2 separate regions of the Zea mays genome follow, and region 2 is linked to region 1. A link is a contact called in public Hi-C data. All regions are on one chromosome and are shown on one strand. Each heading gives the region's core, a stretch centred on a gene start, on an enhancer-like site or on the middle of the called end of the contact. The rest is flanking DNA. Distances are from core to core; before and after follow the strand shown. Region 1 has its middle 90 kb from the start of LOC103641406. Region 2 has its middle 52 kb from the start of LOC103641406.

Region 1 (5,259 bases), core at 1,729-4,228:
AACTGGTGAAGGTAGATGCCAAACCTCTTCAATATCTCCGCAACAATCTCGTGAACAGGGAATCTTAGCCCAGCCTTTAAAAAGCTTTTGAAGATGACAACCTCGTCCTTCTCTGGCTTCGGGGTGGTCTCTTCTCCCCCGAAGCGAAGTAGCTTCTTCTGATCTTCACTGAAAAAACCTGCTTTCACCATCTTGGCGAGATCAACCTTTGAAACAGTCGATTTTCCGAAGTCTAGGTGGCTGGGTTTGCTGGGCATGGCAATACGGTAGTCATCTTCGGAGTCGGTTTCTTCAATGTTCCCTTCTCCTTCGGCAGTTGTCGGGTCTGCTTCGGCAGCAGGCATTTCTTCCGCAGTCACCAGTCCGGAGCGCTGCATCGCTTCGGAGATGGGCACAGTCTCCGAAGCTGCAGTTTCGTCCCCCTCACGCTCAACCCTAGCTGTAGAGCGAACTCTGGCCATTTAATTATGAACTTGTGAAACTTTGATACTTTTTTCTCCGAAGCAGGCTTCAAGATGGAGCTTCGTTCAAACCTGACAAACAAGCTTCGGTGATGGTTAAAAATTTTGGCAGCAAAACAGTGCAAATAGCAGTAAATGCTGTGGTAACTTCACACCTACTCGTCTGTTTATATAGTGCTGCAGGTAAGAAGGCGAAGCGGCAGGGTTTTTACACCAGGCGGGCAGTAACTTGTACTCGCTGCGCAGTGGACCGCAAAGACCAAACAGTGACTCTGCAAGGTGGGACCGACACGATCTCGGGAAATGAATCGTTTCTCGGCAACGAGCTCAGGGAAGGTGTTTTTTGGACCTTCGGCTTCCCGAAGCTTGAGAGGATTTTTTCACGGTTCAAGCTCGTTACGAAAAACGATCTAGCGCCGCGAAAGGGGCTACTGTTGGGCCCATGCTTCGTTGCGCCGAAGGTCTTGCGTGAAGAAGCAGCTTCGGCTGAAATCGTCCCCAGGAAATGGCCGAAGGTTCCTTTTTATAGAGCTTCGGCGTTGCAAACCGACATAAAGATAGAATGACCTTTTTATCCATAGAGGTCTAAGATAATGTTGTAAACTTTTGTAAAGGGCATAATTGTAATTCGTCACAGGCTGCGTCCTGTGTCTATAAATAGATGAACAGTACCCCCGTACTGTTCACACGAACCTGTCATTTTTGCCTTCGCATCACACTTGTGTTCTTCAAGATCGAAGGTACATTTGTAATTTGAAATCGTTTACATTCGTTTATAATAATAAAAATAGAGATGATTCTATGATAACATTTAAGTATTTTCATATCTCATGATTTATATGAATGCTTCGTTCCTCGTTGTCATGCTTACGAAGGTACGTCCTTCGTAACCTTCGTCCAAGATGCTTTATATCCCAAAGGGATATAATGTTATGGAGGACGAAGGACTTTTACACTTAACATTTTCTATGTTGCCTTGTTCTTAATTCTTAGCATTTGAGAACAAGTCCCCAACAAGCGTATTAACTAGTAATCCATATATACTAACCTTAGCATTACTGCCATTTGCTCTTTGACCGATATATCACGAGACTTATCAAAAAGCATAGAGAATAGTCTATCTTCAATCTCTCCCATGATCACATCAGTTACTTCTTCCGCACAACATCTTACAATCCTTTTGAATTATGAGAGAAATCATCTGACAATTTAGACCACCATGGTCAAAAGCATGTCTTACACTTTCATTCTTATCTTTGTATCAATCTATCATCTCTAGAAAATTACCCTTGTTTAAAGACATAGATGATTCATCATGCCCATGAAATGACATGCCTTGTGCTATTAAAAATTTTAAGCACTCTAGAGATGCAGTCAAACACCTTTGATATAATTCTTTAGATTCCTTAGTTGCCCTTGAAAACATGCTTGAGACACTTTGCCTTTGATTTTTAAAATCATCATAATGTTTACAAAATTGTTGTGAGCTCTATTTTTACCATCAACGTGCTCTGGCAAAGATTTATATGCATGCTTCCACATTAAACCCTACTTTGTTGAACACATCAAAACCAAAATATTACTTCCTCCCTAGTTCCTTAAAAAGGAAACAATAGAAGCAAAATATTGCATCCTTCGACACACTATACTCTACCCAGTTATACCTCTTATACCATGATTGTTGGAAGGCTCTTCTACAATCTCTAGATTGTTTGCGAGGAAAACTCACAATAGGTTGTGTTGGTCCCTTCAATATGTATGATCTGGAAAATTCACAATAGGTTGTGTTGGTCCCTTCAATATGTATGATCTTCTAACTTGGTCTCTATTTTGACAAGGATACTCACATATTTGCTTACTTAGTGCGGGATCACTCACAATGTCATCCAAATTTAACTCATCACCAACCGAAGCATTAGTTTGAGCGTGTGGTACCGCCTCATGACCCTCACCTTGTGCTTGAGGCTGATCTTGTGGTCGTGTTAAATTTCTTGTATCAACCATAAATCTCCTCATTTTAATGGTTTTTCTGCAATATGCAAATTGCAAACGAGATATTAGAATTTCAGACTTGATGTCCATATAAAAAACGGTAAATTTGGATGCACTACCTGAATGAAAGAGTAAAAAATTGAACGCTTCTCCCAACCACCGGTTGCTAATGCTGAATGAAAGAATAAAAAATGATAAAGCTATAAAAGGATGCACTACCTGATGTCCTGATCCTGCTGATCCTGATTCTATCTGGTAGCGTGGTCCGCGTGGAGTGGAACCGATCAGAGCCAAGGAGTCGAAGTCTGATGAATTGAGGAAGAGGCGAACTAGCGAAGAGCAACGTTGCCAAAGCCTGCGGCAGTGCGTCGACGGAGACGCAGACGGCTTAGTTGAAGTTGAAGCATCACCTATGTGTAGAACTGTAAACGGCGTAGACTGCAGGAGGAGGCGAGGAGGCAGCCTGCAGGGACGCTTTCATTCTTGGGAAAATTGGACCGCAATTTAACTTGGCATGGCCCATGCTCAACATGGTGGCCCATGACACATGACAAACTACAAACGTGTAGGTGCTGTGCAAAGCTTGTACGGTGCGAGTCCGGGCGCACACCCGCCCCGTCTAGGAGGTCCATCCGCTACTGAATCTATATACACATGTAAAACACATATATCAAGTATTAAGTATTGTATAAATTCATTAATTAATAAAAACAAAGTTTATTTTGGGATAGAGCGAGTATATATATTCTGCTCCTACGTAGCCACCACACATGTGATATACCTCTGTAAAGTTTTACACGCAAGTTTGTTCATGACAAGTTGAGGTTATTTTTACGCGACGCTACGACACAAATAGCACATGCATGCATGATCGATGCATCGACCCACCAATACTCATCACCTAGCTAGCTAGCAAGCTACCAACTCTTGTCACGCATATACATATACACAGCCATCCACCAACTAGGACACATGATTCTCCTAATTCTAACTCACATGGCACGTGCTGCAGCTGCATGCAAAGGTGACGCCGCCGCCGCCGTCGTGGTCGCTTCCACGGCGGTGGCCGGGACGACAACGCCAGCCGCCGACCGCTTAAGGAACTCGATACAGTCGTCCACGGCCTCGCTCCGATACGAGTCCGTGTACGCCACTGACGCCGCCGGGCTCACGCGGGCGGCCGCTGTAGACCGCGCCGTGGCCGCCGCCGGTCTTCGTCGTCGCGTCGTCGTCACCGGGGCGCCGCCCTTGGTCGTTGTTGCCGTAGACGACGCAGCCGACAGCATCGCGAAACGCAGCACGACGTCCCGGACACGGTCCAGCACAGACACTTGCGTGGCAGCGGCGGCTCCCCGGCGCGGTCGCCGCCGGCCACCGCCGCCGCCGCGCAGCCTTGGAATGCAAGTGACTGTTGCCTCCTTCAGGTTCAGGGGATCGGTGTGTAGGTTCATGCTGGGTCTGTATCGCTAAACTTTGTGCTACGTACCTTCTATTTACTTCCGCCTGTAGGAATCAAATGGCTCTGCCAAGTTTCATGGGGTTTATATATACAAGGAAGACAGAGCCATTCGGTTCCTGGACATTATTCCTGTGTACTGGTCAGCACTGGATTTTAGCAAGAATAAAGAACATATCGAAGCTAGCTTAGCCAAACTTGGTGATTAGAACGCGGCCAGCACTCAGTTGCATATCTTTTGAGTTGCATGATTGCATGTACAGATAACTAGGCTTGTCTGTATCTTGACCATATGATACAAAAATGCTACAGCCATGCATCTAAAAAAGACATTCTATACGATTCAAATTATGGCCCAGAAAAAAACAATTCTACCACCTGGACACTACTTAGGCTATTTCCACCGGCCTCCCCATCCCACCTTCTAACAGTCACTATTTTTAACGATACTGTATTGACGTCTACGAATTTAAATGAATCAATTGTGATAACAATAAATATTGCATAGAGAATCCAATAAACTAATCAAATGTTGTTGATATTGCTATTTTTTTTCTAAAACTTGGCCATAGTTAAAAAGATTTAACTTAAATATATGACAAATTCAAAGTGACATAAACGTCATGCTTTTTTACAGCTTTAACTTATACGACAAATTCAAAGTGACATAATTAACGTCATGCTGATCTTGCTTCTTCCCACAGCACTAATTTCTACTGAAATACTCCCTCCATCCCATAAATTAAATAAGGCGTACATGTTTTTTAAAAAAGTCAACGTTTTAAAACTTTGATATGTAATTCAGCCAAAAACATATATTTTTAATATATGCATGTTATATACTTGAATTTGTATTAGAAAAATACTTTAATATGATACTTAATTTCTATTTGTTGATGTCATATTAAAAAAATAGTCAAAATTTCACTAAAAGACTTTGCAAAAAAATATATGCCTCATTTTATGGGACGAAGGGAGTATTAAGTATAGATCATACCATTTTATTTTGACTATGCTTAGGCCATCTCCAGCACGTCAAGTAAACGGCCGTGTAAAATAATGTTTTGCATTGTAGATTGCATTGTTTGTAGAGTGTAATTTAAAATAGAGAGTGAGATAGAGAGTGGGGATATGGAGTCTGCTAAAGATAGTATTATACTCTAGGAAGATTTATTTTATTTTACGGACAGGGCATGCACGACACTACCATAGAATCAGCAATAACTGCGAGACTTCATATCACTGGCGTATCACTTTCCAATTTGTCCTTAATCTACCTATTATTAGGGGATGATTGGTTTTATGTACTGAAGTTTAGCATGTGTCACATAAATGTTTTAATGTCTATTA
Region 2 (5,259 bases), core at 1,329-3,828, 140 kb before region 1:
CAGTCGTAGCCAAGATGACAGACAGAAACATGAACAACGACGAGAAGAGAAGGAACTAGAAAAAACTACTCAACTTTATCCATTCATACTTAATTAAGGACTGTACAAGAATATTCTATGCTATTTCTTAATATACTTCGTTAGGAATTTTAGGTTGTATGTGGAGCATGGATTTCTTCGATAAAGCTTTAGTGTGGATGCTCATAGGAAGCAGCAGATGGAGAAGCAAGAAAAGTTAGAGACAGAGGGTGCTGCTCCCAAAAACATGGCAGCCCATAGCAAGCAGGATCAGCGGCAAACCTTGAAGTTTGGTTTCTCCAAAATGGCTCCTTCCAAGGTGGATATCTTGAGGATACCATTCAATTCGTTTGCAATTCAGGACTTTGCTCCAGATATATGGTCACATGACAATAAATTGTTGAGATGTTAAACGACAATTGGCAAATCTTGCATTGTTGTTGAATCTGCTGCAAATCTCTACTACTTATTAAGGTTGTAATAGTAGTCTGTGCTGCAAATCTCTACTACTTATTAAGGTTGTAATAGTAGTCTGTCATTCCCTGTTCTGCCTTTCCGATTCTCTCCTTCCCGCACTGTACTACGTCTAGCTAAAATTAAAAAAATACGCATGACCCCAAGGGGATTCGAACTCACGACTTCTCAAGCAAATGCTTGCAGTAGTTACCGCTACACCACATGCATGTTTATGTCTACATTTATAACATGAAACACATCTACTACATCTCTCCTCAAGCTCACCTGCTACCTTTGCACAATGCGTAGTAGTAGATAAGTATCACCGAAATTCTTGAATTATATTTTTGGATGGAGGGAGTAGTATTTAAAGAAAAGCCTTGCATGCAATTTCTTTTGTTTGAATAATGTTTTCAACTTAAATTTCTTTTTTGCATGCGTGACATTTATTTTTTCGTAATATTTTTTTCATGGATCTGACTTGTGAGTCATTTTTATAAACCAACGCTAAATATTAATCCATGTTTCTTACTTGAAAACCCCGAACAAACACCATTAGCAGGAGGCACTCGCGTTGGGGTCGCTCATCGACGACGAGAAGAAACTTGGCGACTGTCAGTTCGACCTCTAGAAACAGTCTTACGTGGCTACATGTGCCGCTATGTACGACAAGCTCCGGCGCAGCCACCGCTTGGACGCGGTGCAGAGCGGTTGCTCCGCGCTGTCCATCGTCAAGCAGGGGGGGCTCATGGTCGTCACCAACGTCGGCGACTCTCGGGTTGTTCTAGGCATCGCTTTCGACGACGACGCCATCACATCGTCCAGCTCATCGTCCACCTAAAACCCAACCTGCCACGTAAGTCGCTACTGACCGGCCATGAATTCTTGTGCGTTGGGACGATGGCCGTTGTTGACGTTGTGTGAGTGTCGTTGAACATGATGTATGTAGAGGAGTAGCGCATCTGGTGGTGCAACGGCCAGGGGTACTACCATACTGATGAGCCCAGGGTGCACTTCGTTTTACAGCCCAACCAAGAGTCATCAGTACTCGGTATGTCGCGCGCGTTCGACGACTACTATATCGAGGACCGTGGCGTCTTCTTGACGCAGGAGGTGACGCAGAGGAGGGCCGACAACAATGACCAGTTCGTCATCCTCGCCACCGTTGTGGTAGCTTTTGTGCCGACTTGCCTTTAATTTTCTTCGCAAACACACACAATTGTCTTTTTGTTTAAGCAAAAGTGTATAGTGGTACGTGTCTGATGACTAATGATGTACGGGAGAATTTCTTCCTGCATGTGTGGAACGTGCTCTACAATGATGAGACCATGCAAATCGTGACATATATCGAAGTCTCCATGATACTGATGGTTGCAATGTAGTGGTGAAACAGATAGATTAAAATAACAAAATTTATGTATGGCCAGAATCACAAATTGATTATAAAACATTTTCTCGTAACAGTATAACACATATTTTGTATATAAGTTATCGTAGTATACCGGTATTATATATTCCCGTTGCAACGCACGGGCACTCAGCTAGTTCTAGTTGAATTAGACTACATAAAAATTGGATTTTGCTTTTCTAGAACCTCCAATGCTTAGTGTTACTGCAGTTCCAAATATAGAAAACAGGAGTATACATCTACACATTACATGCCTCTGCAGTCTTGATTTTTTGTTCGATTAAAACTCAGAACACTGTCGTGGCATTACAACTCTAAAATAATTTGTCATTTTCAGAATTTATTGAACATTTATTTTTTAGAGCAATACGTATGCCTGTAATAGTTAAGTTGACCATCTTTTCATTGCATGTGGGGCTGGGTATTTTGAACCCGTTACCCGAACGTGAATAGACTGAATTGGTCGGATTACAGTTTTTGGGTTTCGGGTTCGGTGCACAAATGGTATCTATTCTGTTATCGGGTTTTAGTGCGGCTAACCCGAATAGACCCAAATAACCGAACAACAGTAAGAAACCCAATCTCCACCTCAGTCAAACTGCCTGTCAGCCATCGAGCCACGGCCCAACCCAAGGCCTATGCGTTGGGCGAGCTCCGCGAGTGGGCCGTGCGCGGCCTGACGGATGGATCCATGGACGGGGGCAAAGGGCAAATGCGGCAACCGGCACAGCTGAAAGGCGAGCGCGAGCAGCCAGAGAAGCTGGAGCCTGGAAGGGGGGGGGGGGGGGGGGGGGGGGGGGGGGGGTGGGGGGGGGGGGCATGGCGACGGTACGACGTACGAGTTCAAATTTTCTTCCCGCACAGTTTATTTATTAGCTTGTCCATCACTCTAGCAGCTTCGATAATCCTCGCTTTCTGAGGAAGTAAGATTAAGAGTACCAAGCGAATCTGGGCATGAGTGTAGTTTTGTATTTGTTAATTGATGGACTTATTTGCTTGTTCGGGTTCTGAACCAACCGAATATACCGAACCGAATTTTTTCGGTCTATTAGGGTTCGGTTCCTGTAAATTTCCGATTTTTTTTTTAATCCGAAGAGACCGAACAGAGTAAACCGTATAACCCGAATGCTCAACCCTAATTGCATGTACAGGTTATAGTTGGTAGTGCCAGCAAGAAGCCAAAGGTGGTAGTGCTTAAACAAGGAAAACAACATCAAAGGCCAATGAAAACATGAGGTGTCAAGCATGTATCACCTTCTGTTGTGCCACGGGCTTGGCCCCCCTCTACGGATCCTGGCATCATCCAACAACCTCATATGAACAAACTGAGACTCGAAAACAGCACAGCCAATTGTATGAACTTTTGAGGGTACATTGTACAAGGAAATCTGTATGGTTCTTGCTGGATTTTGGAAGCTATTTATAACCAATCGTCCTTGTAGGCAGACAATGCCCTTCAATTTGGGAGACACCTTTGTAGTCTGTACTATCATTGTTGGCTTTTAATGTAACACACGCCTTTGTATTAGATGCTACTGTGTTGAGTCACATTTTGTCCGCCAAAACTGGAAGCTTGCTGGGGACGACCTTTTTGTTGTTGGGTTGCCCTTCTCTTTTTGTGAGATGGGATGTCACTGCTTCGTTCAGTTCTAGTCACTTTTGAACAAAACCATGTGATTATGCTTACGTTTGAGTTGTTGAGTTGCATAAACTTGCACTTTCAGTAAGTTTGCCAGCTGTTGCAAAAAATGGCAACTTTTTTCCAAGAAAAAAAAATGGATGGGCTTTGGAGCCCATGATGGAGCAGTTGGCCTGGTGGATCTGTGGTCTTGTGTTGTGGTGGTCCATGACCATGAGAAACGATACATTTACAGGTAACCATGCCTCTTCAGAGAAGAGAGTTACTCACATTTACATGTGGATGGCCTGCACCTGGGCTTCATCACACCTCGACAACTAGTTATTGCACAGCACAGATCTGTGGCATGGCCATGGCCATGGCCATTTGCATGCAGCAGCAAGTCAGTGCGTGCAGTGCAAGCATGTCAGAACCAATCAGGTAGGTGTATACACATCAATCCAAATTCAATGAGCAGACTGATCTCATCCAAGGGATTGGTCCCTGTGCCACATTTTCAATCTTTTTTCCGTGGCTGCATTGTATTCAGACACAAAGAGAGCTGGTCCTGCATATTGCACAATGTTTGGTTGGGGCATGGTGCCATGCGAACCAGCTGCTAGCTCATCCTGAAGATGTACATGTCATGATGCAAGACCAGACAAAACTCCAAGCACAAATCTGGCAGGCACGTCAACATTGTAGCATTGATCTGCATAGCGTCTTTTTCACTTTTTCAAGGTGGCTTGGAATAAAGACTGAAGTTTGGTATCCACGAAATATGATTGTTTCACTTAGGCCTGTTTGTTTCAGCTTATAGATTATATAATCTAAATTATATAATCTAGATTATAATCTAGATATATTATAATCTACATGTAGTTGTTTGGTAGTTTAGATTATACAAATGTACATTATTCACAAAGACAACAATACCCTTGTTTGTTTATTTGAGGTGAGAGAAAAATGATAGTATATATTGTAATTTCTATTTACATAACCATGGGTAGTGGGTCTTTTACCAAAATAATCTCAAATAAGTTACTCTTGAGGAGATTATGAGATTATCATAATCTGGACTTTAGATTATATAATCTGAACCCATAATCTAGTTGTTTGTTTACCTAATAGATTATTTACGCTAGATTATATAATCTGGAGAGATTATAATATATCTGAAACAAACAGGACCTTAATTAGCCCGCCGCCCCTCCAGGAGACCGTGGATGTGATCATGCAAAACATTGTTTTGTACTATAGATTGAGAAGAGGTGAGACAGGAAAGCTACCGGAGACAACCTTATGCAACTTTTATTTATTTATTTATTTATTTATTTATTTATATTTTTTACAACCGTCATGCCAGTGTTTCGCGACATTGTAAATTGTATTATTGCATGGTATTTGGTGTGACCAGGTGTGCATTGCTGTCGTCGGACAAGAGCAGGGCACGAGGAGAACCACTTCCAAACACAAGTCTCCTCTCCATGTGGCCCAGCAAAACTGTACCATCTCTTTCGTTCATTCTCTTTGTTATAAGGCAAAAGTCACTTCATCTCTTGGTTGCATGCATAACGATCCTTCGTCAACAGTGAGTGATCGATCTGTAGAAACAAAAAAAACTTTTGTAGAAAGAAAAAGAAATCAATCTGCAAAACGAATCAGAGACAGACATTGCTTGCTTGATCGAGGGCTCGAGGCGTGCTTTAGACAAGAAATTGGCAGATTTTTTTTTTAGACTGTCACCGGGGGGGGGGGG

The links. Hi-C and Micro-C count contacts between places; a contact is called where the count stands out from the background.
Region 2: a contact with region 1 is called in a Hi-C map of ear, with 4 times the contacts expected there. The contact joins two enhancer-like sites. A contact is called at or near these places in 2 of 25 Hi-C or Micro-C datasets (ear and tassel).

What each region holds. Positions count from the first base shown.
Region 1 is chr10:93,816,825-93,822,083 of Zm-B73-REFERENCE-NAM-5.0, reverse strand. No RefSeq gene overlaps it. Among protein-coding and RNA genes, the nearest start is that of LOC103641406, 90 kb to the left of the region's middle. Within about 2 kb of position 2,978, at least 10 of the 20 cell types and tissues checked have an H3K27ac peak or open chromatin away from gene starts, as enhancers often do. A contact at or near this core is called in ear and tassel, where this site is marked.
Region 2 is chr10:93,958,535-93,963,793 of Zm-B73-REFERENCE-NAM-5.0, reverse strand. No RefSeq gene overlaps it. Among protein-coding and RNA genes, the nearest start is that of LOC103641406, 52 kb to the right of the region's middle. Within about 2 kb of position 2,578, at least 15 of the 20 cell types and tissues checked have an H3K27ac peak or open chromatin away from gene starts, as enhancers often do. A contact at or near this core is called in ear and tassel, where this site is marked.